Linked DNA regions of Sorghum bicolor: region 2 is linked to region 1. The links are chromatin contacts, called in public HiCAR-type maps. All regions are on one chromosome and are shown on one strand. Each heading gives the region's core, a stretch centred on a gene start, on an enhancer-like site or on the middle of the called end of the contact. The rest is flanking DNA. Distances are from core to core; before and after follow the strand shown. Region 1 holds the start of LOC8065238 (malate dehydrogenase, glyoxysomal). Region 2 holds the start of LOC8071526 (receptor protein-tyrosine kinase CEPR1).

What was found. HiCAR-type assays count read pairs that join an accessible place to other places.
Region 2: a HiCAR-type map of leaf shows a contact between it and region 1, with 3 times the contacts expected there. The contact joins the promoter of LOC8071526 here to the promoter of LOC8065238 in region 1. A contact is called at or near these places in 1 of 4 Hi-C or Micro-C datasets (leaf) and 1 of 1 datasets of contacts at active chromatin or transcription factors (leaf).

The regions. Positions count from the first base shown.
Region 1 is chr8:62,081,000-62,088,845 of Sorghum_bicolor_NCBIv3, forward strand. It overlaps LOC8065238 (malate dehydrogenase, glyoxysomal), which reads right to left and starts at 5,066. Exons shown (of 9, transcript XM_002443600.2): 1 at 4,709-5,066; 2 at 3,665-3,880; 3 at 2,600-2,914; 4 at 2,423-2,512; 5 at 2,218-2,301; 6 at 1,740-1,775; 7 at 1,568-1,657; 8 at 1,354-1,448; 9 at 1-160. The coding sequence starts at 5,050. The coding sequence ends at 88.
Region 2 is chr8:62,117,909-62,125,754 of Sorghum_bicolor_NCBIv3, forward strand. LOC8071526 (receptor protein-tyrosine kinase CEPR1) reads left to right here and starts at 3,145. Exons shown (of 2, transcript XM_002442557.2): 1 at 3,145-6,036; 2 at 6,130-6,976. The coding sequence starts at 3,414. The coding sequence ends at 6,524.

The DNA.
Region 1 (7,846 bases), core at 3,816-6,315:
CACAGTTTTACAATGAGATAACAAGAGATAAGAGTTCTCAGGAAGCCAAAACACGCCACATCTATTTCTATGTTGGGCTGGCCCGCCTCACTTGTTGATGAAAGAGACACCCTTCTGGATACTCTCGGCCAGTTCTTTCTTTGCCTTCTCCAGACCAGCTCTGCATGACAGTGATGTGTGAATGTGTAAAGAAAACGAAGTGATGCAGGTCAGTAGAGCTCTAGGATATCAATAACAATTGATACGGCATAATAGATAAATGATAGGAAATAATGGCATTCAACGAAACACACTCCTATCATCTTGCGTGCTTGATGATTCATCCTCAGCCTACATCAGTACTAACATGCTGTGAAGAATAATGTGATCATGGTATTTCTATGCCACTGAAAAGTCATAGGATTTTAGTCCACTAGTTACGTTCCTGCAGGGTTGTTTATGCAGGAACAGGCATGGTTGCATACATGACGCATTCATGCTTTCTCCTGTGAACTGTAGTCTAGTCTATGAAACACTTGTGACCAATAGGTCCATGCGCAAGATAAAAGAAGACATAAGAACTTATCAGTATCTACTACAATCTGGAAGATCCAAATCAAGAGGGGTGACATGAGTGGGCAAGATGGACCTGTTCGAGACAAACAGACAAAAATTGCTGAGATATTCAGTGGAAAGCATGTGTGACACAGGTGTTGAATCATGCAGAGCATGCAACTTCAACTCATAACAAGAACCTGGGTAGTTGTAAGTTTTCAGGTACGGAATACAGACCTCTAAAACTCATTTAATGGGCCAAGTGGTAGGATCTCCTCACTGCCATTCAACGATATGAAATAATGGCATTCAACGATGCACACTCCTAGCATCCTGCATGTTTGATGATTCATCGCCGGCCTACATCAGTACTAACAGTCTGAAGAATAATGTGACCGTGGTATTTCTATGCCACTGAAAAGTCATACGGTTTCAGTTCACTAGTTTATGTTCCTTCAGGGTTGTTTATGCAGGAACACGCATGGCTGCATCTGCATGCAGACACATTCATGCTTTCTCCTCTGAACTGTATTCTGGTCTGTGGAACACTTCTGACCAATAGGCCCATGGCGCAGGAGAAAAGAAGACATACAAATGACTTATCATCAGTATCTACTACAATCTGGCAGATTCAAATCATGTGGGGTGACATGAGTGAGCAAGATGAACCTGTTGTTCTAGACAAAAAGCAGAACAAGCTAAATTTGCTGAGATATATCTATACTTCAGTGGAAAGCATGCGTTGAATCATACAGAACATGCAACTTCAATTAATAACAAGAACCTGAGTAGTTGTAAGTTTGAGTACAGAATACAGACCTCTCAAACTCATTTAATGGCCCAAGTGGTAGGATCTCCTCAATGCCACATCGCCCTAACCGCACTTTGGATGCAAAGAAAGGCAGCTCTGTGACCTTCAACCACAAAACAAGGGAAATAGAACTCACAAATCAATAATTTGGATCAACAAAAAGGTAGATCAAAGAAAAACCTGAATGATGGTTTTAAACTGTATACAAGAAAGAAAAGAAACCTGAGAAGCTACATAAGAGCACTCTACTATCCCAGCATCACCACGCAATCCTCTCAGGCAAGCATCTGCAAATTTGGCAGCTGCATAGGCCTGCGAAGGTAGTATTAGTGTTAACTGAATCAACTTTGAAGCTTACACATTATGGACATTGATGTGCATACAAGATACCAACCATTGAAAGAGTTGCTGATCCTGCTCCAGCTTTAGCCTGAAATATACCAATAATAAGAAAAAAAAAGATTTTTTTAATGTAGCAGAGCAATCCATTGTTTGGAAAAAAAATAACAAACACAAGACCTTCACTTAACAAAACATATGTAAATAACAAATACCAAAACTCCAGTATCTTACATTGCCATTAAAATGATAGGAAGGTTTTGTTACACATAAACAGGCACATAGTAATAGACTTGCACATATAGTTTACTAGTGATCTAACTTTTATTCTCAAAATTAAGCACATGGATTCTTTCTCTGCTCAATTCAGCCAAACAAATGAAATCAGCATGCATGCAGTTAACTGGACGCAAAACTGAAGCAAAATGCATAGCAGAGAAACTGAAAAAGGGATTTGTGGAACTGGCTTTTCTTCCCTCATTGTGCATAGAGATGCAGCATAGGAGTATCAGTAGACTAAGGAAAAAGTATACCTCGACTACTTCTGTGCCACCATTCTGTATGCGAGAAGTGAGGTATTTAACCTCTTCTGACGTGAATGAGCAGGAAGGATTCACCTATTAAAAAAAGCAGAGCATCAAAATAAATGAAATGTGACTGATTTTCTAATATTCCCATCATGCAGAGTGTACATGGTTCAGAATTTTGTAGTGAATAAAGTTTCAAAGTACTCCTGACCTGTGAAAGGAGTGGCAGTATCGTAATTCCTGCATGCCCACCGATAACTGGAACATTTACTTCTCTGGGGTCAAGTCCAAGAACCTCTCCCTGTAAACAGAAATGGATGAATTTTGAACCCATGAAGAAATACAATATTGTACAGCGTATCATGGCAAACCGTATTGATATACATACCACAAAAGTATTTGCTCTCACTACATCAAGTGTGGTCACACCCAAAAGACGCTTAGGGTCATAAGTTCCAGCTTTCTTGAAAACTTCAGCAGCAATCGGAACAGTAGAGTTGACAGGATTACTGATCACATTCACAATTGCATTTGGGCAGCATTTTGCAATTCCTTCACACAGGGTACGGACTATTCCAGCATTTATGTTGAACAAATCATCCCTTGTCATCCCAGGTTTCCGAGGGACACCAGCCGGAATTATTACAAGATCCATTCCGGTCAGGGCATTTTCCAACTGTGGCTGGCCCAAGAAGCCACGTACCTATAGAGTTTAGAGGTTAGCATAATTACACCAAAAGCTTAAAAATAGACATAATGGTGACCAAGATAAATATATTTATGTTTGTATGACACAGAATACATCCAGGGAGCTACGTAACGTAACCAGAAGCCAACAAAAATTAAACTTATATCGGAAAACTGAAAGTAACGATGTAGGTCAAAGTTGTTTCTGTTTTGCGTTTTGTCCACAATTATCAGTGAGTGGTCAGGCATTAAGGGCCTGTTTGGCAGGCCTTCTCACCGGCTCCGGCTCTGGCTCCTCTAGAGGAGCCTTGCCAAACGTTTTTCTGGAGAAGCCGTTTTTAAGTAAAAAGAAGAGCCGGAGCCGTTTTGGCGAAGCCACAAATTCCAAAACGCCTCTGGCTCTTCTAGAGGAGCCCTGCCAAACAGGCCCTAAAAAAGAATTCTTCAATGGTTATCTAAAAAAATCCTGGTAATATATTTTACAGAGGATCTCGTATTTGTTTCCCAAGCCTTCCAGTGACAAAATTTAGTACGTCAGGACGAGTCTGAACTCGGAAGTACAGTAGGCAGTAGCTAATACACGTTTGCAGATGCAGGCTGCAGCACTTTATGTCCTGTACATATGACCTAAGAGTCCAGATGGGAACCAACTGCAGTAGAGATCTACCATCAACTAGCTGCAACAGTAATCTACCGTTTAAGTTTTCAGAATCAAAATTCAAAAATATCTTATAGTGATTTCAGTTTCACATAAAGTTGAGCGTACCACAGCACCAGTGCTCATGTGGCTGATGTCAGCTGTGACACCAGGTGTGTTGACGACATCATATAGATGGAGCACCGAAACAAGAGGGTTTATCTTCATCAATAGCGCGAGTGGCTGCCCGATCCCACCTGCTGCGCCCAAGATCGCGACTTTGAAGCCCGGCGCCGCCCCTTTTGCGCGGCAATTGGAACCCCTCAGGAGGGGAACATCCTCCACCTTCAAAACAAAGCAACAGGAGAAATCTTAGCAGATATGAAAAGTATTTTATTCTGAAGAAGGTAGAAAACTTTTAGCTAGCATATGTCAGATCTGATCATCAGTGTGACTATTTTATTCCATGAGGAGGAAGCTTGTGTTTCATCACCAGATTCAGGTGGTATTCTGTTAAAACCATGCGACATGTGGTTTACAAGGTAGCCATCGCCATTCAGCTATCAGAAAAAACAGAAAGTAATAATAAAACCTATAATTGTTAGGTAATTGCTAAGACACTCAAACGAATTCCAGTATTTGTCAGAATTGCGCCCTTTTAGGTGCCCAAACTACTATCCAGCTGCAATTCAGTACACTGCAGTATGCTGTTGAGTCAACATTCAGCAGTAGTTACATCCAGGAACAAGAATTGAATTCGAATTAATATAGTTCTATCCAAAGCAATTCAGCTTTGGCATAAACAAAAACAGAGCAGCCGTTGGTACTGGTAGGCAACCACAAGCCGACCGACGATCCAAGGCAGTGGTGGCATACACTGGAATTCAAAATGCTAATACGGCTCCCATCCCATCCGGACCAAAGGAGCCACCTTTCATGCCAAGGTCCCAGCTTGGGGTGGGGGGGAGCCGGCGCTGCGGGGAAGGAGCCCCCTGACCATTGGGGCTCGAATTCTCTGCGGCAGCTGGACAACTAAGATGTTCGAGTCGATAGACGGGAGGGCGTCCGGCGGTGAAGCGAATCCAAGCGAACCGCCGGCGTCCCCCTGATCCGGAGGAAAAACCAGACGAGCCGGAAAGTGGGGGAGAGGCAGGGGGGAGCGCGGTGGCTGACCTGAGGGGGAGAGGCAGGGTGCGGGCGCAGGTGTGAGGCGAGCGTGGCCATCCGCCTAGCCGCCGCCGCGTCGAGCCCTTGCTGGTGCTGCTGATCCATGGTTGCCTCCGGCTGTGGCGTTGCAGAGACAGAGAGTTGGATGGAGGCTTCTTGGACTTGGAGTTGGAGGAAGCAGAGCAGGGAAAGAGAGGTAGGTCGCAGGTGTCGTTGGTTGTTACTCCCTGCGGAACGGACGATGCGTGCACGTTTCAATGGGAAGGGATCGACCGTTGTGATGGCCTGATGGGGCATGGGCAGGAATGCGGCCGGGCACGGTGTGCGAAGGCAAAGCGGTGGTGCCATGGATCACGACGATGACGATAGAAGATGGTAGTCTCGTCTAGTCTTCCCTGGAGTGCACAGCACACCACACACGCCGGGTCTTTCCATGCTTTGTTATGAGCGGCCCGAAGAAAGTACCAATAACGTTTTGTTTAGCTGCGTCTGCGTGTGGATGATGAGGTTGATACAAAAATAACCAAACAAGATTTGAGTGAATTGGTGATGAAATCATCACACCTCTCTTTTTTTCTCTCTTCTTGTTTTAAGAAAGAGTATGTTAGGCTTAAAGATTGTTTGGTTTATGACCAAATTTTGTCACGCCAAAGGTTAGTTATTATGCCGTAGTTTTGAAGGCAATTGTTTGGTTCATAGCAATGACACGTCACACTTTCTTATAACTATGTTCCACATGGCATAGACTCATTTTTTATCAAACTTTCTCACAAGTGTGGATTCGATTTTACTTGCCTCACTTTCTGTGATAGCACAATTTGTCGAAGGTTAGGCAGGACAAACTTTCGCACCAATCAAATAGTCTCATAATCCATCAATGTTTGGTCATCAAAAAATAAACTAAATGTAAGGTAAGGAATATAGTCATTCCAAAAAAATAGAATTGTCCCATAATAAATAATTTTATTTAGGATAACTTGATTTGACGTTGACAAAAGTAACAAATATTTAACCGTGGACTCGGCACTAGAAATACTTAACAAATGATTCACCATGGACTTGACTTTGTCAAAATGCTCAAGACTTCACTCAACTCTCTAATGTAATCACACAAGATTCTCAACTTGCTCTTCATTCAATGGATTCCCACAAGCATATCAGAAAAATTCAGGCAACTAACAATGACAGCAATGTTTGTTTCATGTAGTGTGTCACTCTACAAGTGCCAAGCTCTCTAGAAATTTACAATCTAATTAAATTGAATTGGCGTGGGAATTCATTCTAAAAATTTCTTAAAAAACTTTGACTGATTTGACCTTTCAATTAGTTATGAACTTATGGTGGTAATTTGGTCTCCTCCAATGCTCCAGATACAGTTTAATGTCATCTTGTGGACCAATAGATCTTGTCATGTGGCCCAATAGATCTTGTGAAGGGAAAAAGGATATAGCACAAATTTCTTTCTAGCTCAAAAAAACACTTTGAGTGGTACATACATCTTGCGGCACTCTAGGCTTTATAAATAGTGATAGACGCATTGTGTGTAAGCTAATCACACCATTGTTGACGGGAGTCATGTAAAAAATACATATATATGATTCATTTATCACAGTGTCATTCTGTTCCTTTCAGTCGTACTTCAGATGGTGGTATGGGCCCTGCTAGGTTTGATGAAATTGTGTTAGTCGAAGAGAAATGGACTCAACACTTGCATATGTATTTTTAGAATTACACCATACAACGCAGATACTCACAACGCACGCACATTCACCCCTATAACCACACATATGTAAACTCTATCTCTATGAGCATCTCCGAAGGACTGAGCCAACAGATCACGAGAAAATCACCACTGACGCCTCGCTATTAATTGACAGATATATCGCCTACCAAGTACAGCGTCACTAAATCCTGGAATAAATCTAGGAAAATACGAACACTCATGACAAATCGAGGACTTAGAACCTGGACGGACAAGTTCCATCGCAAGGAACTCAACCAGCTGATCTACGATCAGTTCACTTGCATATGTTTTTTAGAACAACAGACATCACAAATAAAACTCGAGTTGTAGAGGACCATTAACTGGCTAAGATCAGAGATTAGAACAGAGATCAACAAAAGGTTCTGTGTATGCCTAACCACAGTTGCAATAACTCATTGTCAAGATTTTTTTTTTTTTTTTGACGAGACATTGTAAAGATTGAAAGGAAGACGAATGGATGCGTTGGATCAAATAGAGATGAGCCTCCATGAAAGGTAAACGGGCCTCCAATAGTTGGCCCAGATAACGTACCTGCCCAAGCAGCTACTTCATTTGGTAGATGAGTAAAAGAAGAAAATGTTCACATTATCTCCCTCAACTTTTGCTTTTATATTATTATATCTAAAGCTTACAACAAAAAATATATACTAAAGTATACCATATTATATATTTATTATGTAGATCTACTTATGTAGAATCCAACAAAATTAGATTTTCTATTTTATGATTTTTTTTTGTAATGTACTATGATTTTTTAAAGACTGAAATAAATAAAAAAGAAAGATACAAAACCGCATTTGAAAACTGCTTATAACCGGTAAGAGAAGTAAAATGAACAGTTTTAAAAGTTTCCTGATTTTAGAGTTTAAAATGAAAAATAGATTTTCACAAAAGTTGAAAGAGATAACATGAACTTTTTTTTCTTTTAATTTAGAGAGGAGCCACGTTAGTGGGTGGGCTGTGGGCAGCTTGTGGTTGGAGGTAGACACTGAAGTCAGACCACCAGCTCATGAGCTCTACCGGGAAATGTAGGCCCAATGTGTACCTTATTGACACCGTTGCAGGTGTCCTTATGAGCACCTCCATTAAGCCATCACACAGATGTCTCACTTTGATTGATACATCGATTACTATTTACCACTAAAATTAACCATTGTATAGGCGTCTCACTACTGATGAGCATATTGACTACACTTAAAATTCTAGGAAAGAATGCAATTATGGGGACCGTGCCGGTCAACTCAAGTTTAACTAAGTTTACAGTAAATAATATTAACATTTATATCTTCAATAAATTTATTATGAAAATATATTTTATAACTAATCTAATAGCATTTATTTCATCTCATGGTTGTTAGTACTTTTTCATATAATTTTAA
Region 2 (7,846 bases), core at 1,895-4,394, 35 kb after region 1:
CACGGTGAAGGTAAAAGTGGAGTTACCATGCATGCCGTACCATACCTAACTCTTCCATTGCATAATGTCCTGACATCTTCACACACGTGCGCGCACACACCATATCATGACTTATCACTAATACCTGTTTGGAAAATCCCAACTACATTATAACAATCTAGATTATATACTATGATAATGTACAATGTTTGAGGTCCAAAACAGTGCCGTTGCATGCTATAGTTTTTTTTCCCCTTGTGGTGCCAAAGGTGGAGGGGCAAGTTGGTCGTTTTGGCGTCCATAATCTACAATTGGTAGGTTTCTAGGTGCGTGATCATTTTAGCTGATTAGGTCTAACTGTGATCAGACATGACCTTAATGAGATAGATAAAATGATCATCTTACCCTCATTTATTATTCACTATAGTAACCATGCATGGGCAACGAAGTTAGTAGTAAATTAGTTAGTGGAGCAATTAAGGAGGATTAAGACTGAAAAAAGTAGTGTAAATTGCCTAGAAGCCATTAAGCAACAAGTCTCAGAATACAATTCTAGCTATAGGATAAAATCAAATCATATTCAATTTGACCAAATTTTCTATTAAATAAGTACTAATATTCATGAATATCATGATATAAAGTAACCATCATAAAAATTTGTCATGAAATATATTCTCATATAGTATACCTATTTAAAATCATAAATGGTGATAGTATTATCTATGTATTTAGTTAAAATTAAAATAATTTGACTTAGAATCACATCCTATTTTAGATTGCGGCAGTAGCATTTTGAATATTGTTTTTTGAGGAAACAACATTTTGAATATCGTAAAAGAGGCTATTTTGATCCTGAAGGAGTATAAACTACCATAATTCAGATTGCTACAAGACCAAACTCTTTACACCATATACTTCAGATTCATAATCTGAAGGAAAAAGTAAACTATCAACTATAGCAATAGGAATATAGCATATGCAGCTATTAATTTAGGCTCCATGGATAATGATGCATGGTTTAACCCATGATATTCTTTTATGAAGTCACTGAGGATTTTTATCAAGTCAAGCCACTGAATATGGGGTTAATAACTGAGTGAGGATAATCAGCCCTGCTCTTTTCCATATATATGTGGCGAACCGCACGTTATTATGCACTATTTTTTTACAACGATTGGCCTGATGTGGTTCTAAACCTAATAATGCTTCTGACCAATCAGGAGACGCGAGAAACACATGATGATGAACAAGGGGATTTTTTTTTAAAAAAAAAATCGACTCGTCATTGTCTCCTTTTTCATGTCCACCACGGTGAGTTACATTTTATTTTTATGTAATGGCAAGTGCATGGCACCTTTTGAGTGAGCATCTATGTATCACCACCTTCCCGCCACAACTCCTTATCCACCATGGATTCCTCCACGTGGACCCACCACCACCTCCACAAAAATTATATTGTTCTTAAAAAAATCATTCCTTTTTTTTGAGAAATTCAGAAAAAAGAAATTAATAAATTTGACTTTTCCTATATTCATGCTGTTCTTTCTAGGACAATTTTTTTTCAGAAGTTTTATTCGGTGCTATCCGAACTGCGCTTGTGGAAATTATAAAGAGGAAAATATTGGAGCACACGTGTGCATTCCATTCTAGTGCCATTTTTTTTGAAGGAATTGTTCTCTTGACGTGTTAAATAGCAGTAAAGAATTTGTGCCAAATGCCCTAGAGTTGCTCTAGCTAGTAGCACTAATGGTGAAGTGCCTAAATTCCATTTGAAAGTTCTTAATTATTCCAGGTTGAGACTGAGTAATGTTGACTGATGGAGTCTTCAGCCAAATCCAAGCTCAAAGCTTGCATAACAATTATCAGCAGGCGTGCCGCTAGGCTTTTTACTCCATTAATCGAATACAGTATAATATAACACAACAAAGTAAAGTACTAATTCGGTTACTAAACTGCTAAGCACTGCTGGCTGTACAGGAAAAAGATGCAGATTGGCGTATGCACACATTGCAAACAAACTACTGGCAAATAAAGCATGGCATCATTCAGGCCACTACTGAACAAGCATCAGCAGCTGAGCATGCAGTAGCGCTCACTTGCTATTTTTTTTTTCTTTTAAAAAATTGCTGCTACTTTCTGGTACAGCCTAATACACTACACTCCTCTACAACTCACTGCTTGTTAGGGCTATAAAGAATTGATTTTTAGGAGATGGAAGAGGCTTTACATTTGTCAGCATGCTGCTGATCCTCCTAAAGTGTGAGCAATGATTGGGATTGGCACCCACTAGAGGCAGGGTTTGTCCTTGTTCCCCATGGAGATTGCAGGATTAGCAGCTGCACTGTTTTTGCTTGCTGGTTGCTGCAAGTTGATCTGCAGTTCTGCACTGTCCTTTATGCCTTCAGTAGTGTTTTCAGTTAACAGCAGGGGGCTGTGTGAGTCTGTGACTGATTGAGTGACTGTGGGTGATGCCTCTCCACCACAACACAGTGCTCTCCATTTCAGATTTCAGCAGAGAGTTAATATGGTGGATGCACAGATAATATACTAGCATGATGGTGTCGGTAATGTATCATTGACAATTGCTTCATGTCAACTCTGAACAGAAACACTGATTTATGTCAACTCTGAACAGGAAACTGATGAAACTGACATGGCTTGCCGGCCGGTACATGTCAATCTATTGACAGCAATTGGTGAGCTAATATGGTTTACTGATCATATCTAAAAAAGCATGGTTTACTGATCACTTGCCTGGAAGTGTGTGTAAAACACATTTGGGTTCAGTTAGTGCTCGGCCGGGCTGGACCGGGTCGAGCCGGGCAGGCGGGCCAGTGTCAGATGTGGGCTGAAGAGTGGCCAGGCCCATATGAGGCCCCTGTCTCTCTCAGCCCTTGATTCTGAAACGGCTAGTGGACATGCTGGGCTTGACTGGGCCAGACCTGACCAGTTGTCTGATTGCATGTCAATTTTTGACCAGCAGCTCTGCTCAAGGAGAATTCCTGCACAAGAGAAGAGACAGAGAGGGGGTGAAGGGAGAGCACTGCACAAGAAGAGGCTGGAGAATGTTGCTCACTGCACTGAGTGAGGTGCCAATCAGTTTTGTTGTGATTGGCAATGAGCAGAGCAGCTGGGGCCTGGCAGGGCAGGGCAGGGCATATATCCCCAACATCAAAAGCCATGCATCTCTCCCTCCTCCATCTCCTTTATATCATCACCATCACCATTCAGAGCAATTCCAATTCCCTCCACAGATTCCCACTCCACTTATATACTCTCCTCTCCTTCCTGATAGCTCCTCCTCACCATTCCAATCCCATTTGTAACAAAGCAGAGCTCCTTTCAACAACAGCGGCACAAGCTTGCAGGCACACGTACGATCCAGCTTCTTCCTCTTCTATCTCCTAGCTACCTGCTGGTCAGCTGGTGCTGCTATGGTGTCCACCACTCTCTGTTCACCTCCACCCACGCTCTGGTTCGTTCTCTTCATCGTCATCTTCTTCTTCGCGTCCGGCGATGGCGGTCCGGCGGCGGCGGCGGCATTGGAGCTGGACACGCAGGCTGCCTACCTCGCCAAGATGAAGGAGCAGTTCCCGGGGCCAGGCATGTCCAGGTGGTGGGACTTCACGTCGTCGCCGGCCGCGCCGGACTACTGCAGCTTCCACGGCGTCACCTGCGACCGGTCCGGCAACGTCACGGGCATCGACGTCACGTCGTGGCGCCTCGTCGGCCGGCTCCCGCCGGGCGTCTGCGCGGCGCTGCCCGCGCTCCGGGAGCTCCGGATGGCGTACAACGACGTCCGCGGCGGGTTCCCTCTCGGCGTTCTCAACTGCACCTCCCTGGAGGTGCTGAACCTCAGCTTCTCCGGCGTGTCGGGCGCCGTGCCCCCCGACCTGTCCCCGCTGCGCTCGCTGCGGGTGCTCGACCTCTCCAACAACCTCTTCACCGGCGCGTTCCCGACGTCCATCGCCAACGTCACCAGCCTCGAGGTGGTGAACCTCAACCAGAACCCCGGGTTCGACGTGTGGCGGCCGGCCGAGTCGCTGTTCGTGCCGCTGCGCCGCATCCGCGTGCTCATCCTCTCCACCACCTCCATGCGCGGCGGCATCCCCGCGTGGTTCGGCAACATGACGTCGCTCACCGACCTCGAGCTCAGCGGCAACTACCTCACCGGCACCATCCCCGTGTCGCTGGCGCGCCTCCCGAGGCTGCAGTTCCTCGAGCTCTACTACAACGAGCTGGAGGGCGGCGTCCCCGCCGAGCTCGGCAACCTCACGGAGCTCACCGACATCGACCTCTCCGAGAACCGCCTCACGGGGGCCATCCCGGAGTCGCTGTGCGCGCTGCGCAACCTGCGCGTGCTCCAGATCTACACCAACCGTCTCACGGGCACCATCCCTGCCGTGCTCGGCAACTCCACGCAGCTGCGCATCCTCTCCGTTTACCGCAACCAGCTCACCGGCGAGATCCCCGCCGACCTCGGCCGGTACTCGGACCTCAACGTCATCGAGGTGTCGGAGAACCAGCTGACGGGCCCGCTGCCGCCGTACGCCTGCGTCAACGGGAAGCTCCAGTACATCCTGGTGCTGAGCAACCTGCTCACGGGGCCTATCCCGCCGGCGTACGCCGAGTGCACGCCGCTGATCAGATTCCGGGTGAGCAACAACCACCTGGAGGGCGACGTGCCGCCGGGCATCTTCGGCCTCCCGCACGCCTCCATCGTCGACCTCAACTACAACCACTTCACAGGCCCCGTGGCGGCCACGGTGGCGGGCGCCACGAACCTGACGTCGCTGTTCGCGTCCAACAACCGGATGTCCGGCGTGCTCCCGCCGGATATCGCCGGCGCGTCGGGGCTGGTGAAGATCGACCTGAGCAACAACCTCATCGCCGGCCCCATCCCGGCGTCCGTGGGCCTGCTGTCGAAGCTGAACCAGCTGTCGCTGCAGGGGAACCGGCTGAACGGGTCCATCCCGGAGACGCTCGCCGGGCTCAAGACGCTGAACGTGCTGAACCTGTCGGACAACGCGCTGTCCGGCGAGATCCCGGAGTCGCTGTGCAAGCTGCTGCCAAACTCGCTGGACTTCTCCAACAACAACCTGTCGGGGCCGGTGCCGCTGCAGCTCATCAAGGAGGGTCTGCTGGAGAGCGTGGCGGGGAACCCGGGGCTGTGCGTGGCGTTCCGGCTGAACCTGACGGACCCGGCGCTGCCGCTGTGCCCGCGGCCGAGCCTCCGGCGAGGGCTGGCCGGAGACGTGTGGGTGGTGGGCGTGTGCGCGCTGGTGTGCGCGGTGGCGATGCTGGCGCTGGCGCGGCGGTGGGTGGTGCGTGCGCGGCGTCTCGCGGAGCAGGACGGCGCGCTGGCGACGTCGCCGGGGTCGAGCGCGTCGTACGACGTGACGAGCTTCCACAAGCTGACCTTCGACCAGCACGAGATCCTGGAGGCGCTGATCGACAAGAACATCGTGGGCCACGGCGGGTCCGGGACGGTGTACAAGATCGAGCTCAGCAGCGGCGAGCTGGTGGCGGTGAAGAAGCTGTGGGTGTCGTCGACGCGGCGGCGGCCGAGCAGGAAGCAGCAGGTGGACTGGGCGGCGGCGGCGGCGGCCAACAGCAGAGACAGCAGCGACGGCGACGGCGGGTGGCTGGGCGACCGGGAGCTGCGGACGGAGGTGGAGACGCTGGGCAGCATCCGGCACAAGAACATCGTGAAGCTCTACTGCTGCTACTCGGGCGCCGACTGCAACCTGCTGGTGTACGAGTACATGCCCAACGGCAACCTGTGGGAGGCGCTGCACGGCTGCTACCTGCTGCTGGACTGGCCGACGCGCCACCGCGTGGCGCTCGGCGTCGCGCAGGGGCTCGCCTACCTCCACCACGACCTCCTCTTCCCCATCGTCCACCGCGACATCAAGTCCTCCAACATCCTCCTCGACGCCGACTTCGAGCCCAAGGTCGCCGACTTCGGCATCGCAAAGGTGCTCCAGGCGCGCGGCGGCGCTGACCGGGACGCCTCCACCACCACCATCGCCGGCACCTACGGCTACCTGGCGCCAGGTAGGTAGTAGCTAGGAGTACATGCATGCATGCATGATTTCCCTTTTCCATGCATCTTTTATTTATTTATATATTTATATCTATGCATGGCAGAGTACGCCTACTCGTCCAAGGCGACGACCAAGTGCGACGTGTACAGCTTCGGCGTGGTGCTCATGGAGCTGGCCACGGGGAGGAAGCCCATCGAGCCGGAGTTCGGGGACACGAGGGACATCGTGCACTGGGTCTCCGGCAAGGTGGCCGCCGGCGCCGGAGCAGAGGCGGACGCGCTGGACAAGCGCCTCGCGTGGAGCCCCTACAAGGAGGAGATGGTGCAGGCGCTGCGCGTCGCCGTGCGATGCACCTGCAGCATGCCGGCGCTCCGCCCCACCATGGCCGACGTCGTGCAGATGCTCGCCGAGGCCGGGCCACCCGCCGGCCGGACGACAAAGGACACCAACAAGGACGACGACGACAAAGATCATCGTCATGCTACTCCTCCTCCTTAATTACAAGTGAGTTGAATCGAAGCAACGCAACAACAACGTACGGAGTACACGTGCCAAGCCCGCCCCATGCAAGTGACCGGTCGACTTAACAAATTAGCCGTACAAAGCAACCGATTATATATGTCTTTTTATATGTACTAATTGATGAGGCGATGATGATTTACATAAGGGATTATTCGATCATACAAGAGCATGCAAGTTGCAAAGATTGTTCGCTCTTGCACTAGGAGAGATATATAAATATATATACATATATGTATGTATAGTAGGATAGGTAGCTAGCTAGGCAGCTTTACTAGGTCCTGTGCTTTCTCCGGCCTGAAGTAGCCAACAAGTGCATCGTCGTCACTCGTCACATATACACTCTGCTTGGTGTTTAAGCAGAATCTGATGCTCTGATGACTGAGTGGACGGGAAAGACAAATATATATATGTTATTATATATACATATATATATATATATCATATTTGGATGGAAGCAAATATATATTGGTGCATGCATGCATTCTACTTTGAAATGTTCCTTTCTCTTTGGATCCATGGAGCCTTCCTTTTTCTCGACAACTTTTTCAAGTGTGTGCTTTTGTTTTCCTGAGAGTGATGCCAACAAATACGGCTGGACGATGAGGTTTTTTTCTTGGCAGCCGTGTAGCTAGGTGTTCTAAGTTGCTTAAAGTCTAGGAGATTAATTTTCAAACAAAGATATTGGTAGCTATACTTGAAAAACGCACTTCTCCTAAATCTCAGATGCCTAATTTTTTATTGTCATTTAGGCAGCATGCAATTTTATCATTATTTGGCTATAGAAAAAAAAAATTGTGAATTGCCCCTTGTGAGTTTTTTAAAATTGTACTCCCTGAAAATTTTCTAAAACCCAGACATCTAGAATATAGCAACTCTCTTTAAAATGGGTTGGGGTCGAAAGTTAGGTCGTCCAGTAAATAAGGCAGTGATTGAGAGGCAATGTGGAGCCACAATAAACACACCGATGGCCGTAGGTGGTAGAGGATTTCCGATGGGTAGCAAAACATCGAGGCAGGAAGCTTGTCGATGGCATTGATGGAGCACATAGGGGCAGACCTTACAACAAGAATACCACATGAGATAAATGGAGGTACATCGAGAAGCAATGGTCTGTTGTGGTGTGGTAGTGACCTGCCTAGGGCTTCACCTGCCGCCAATGGTTCTTCACCTCTCTACAGCCTCTCCACCACCTCTGCCTTCATGTCTCTATGTGCTTCCTCTCTCCATGAGAGCTTCCCTTTGATGGTAGCTTTGTTGCTTTTGTCATTTATGTCTTTTTATTGCTTGGTTGTCAGCTC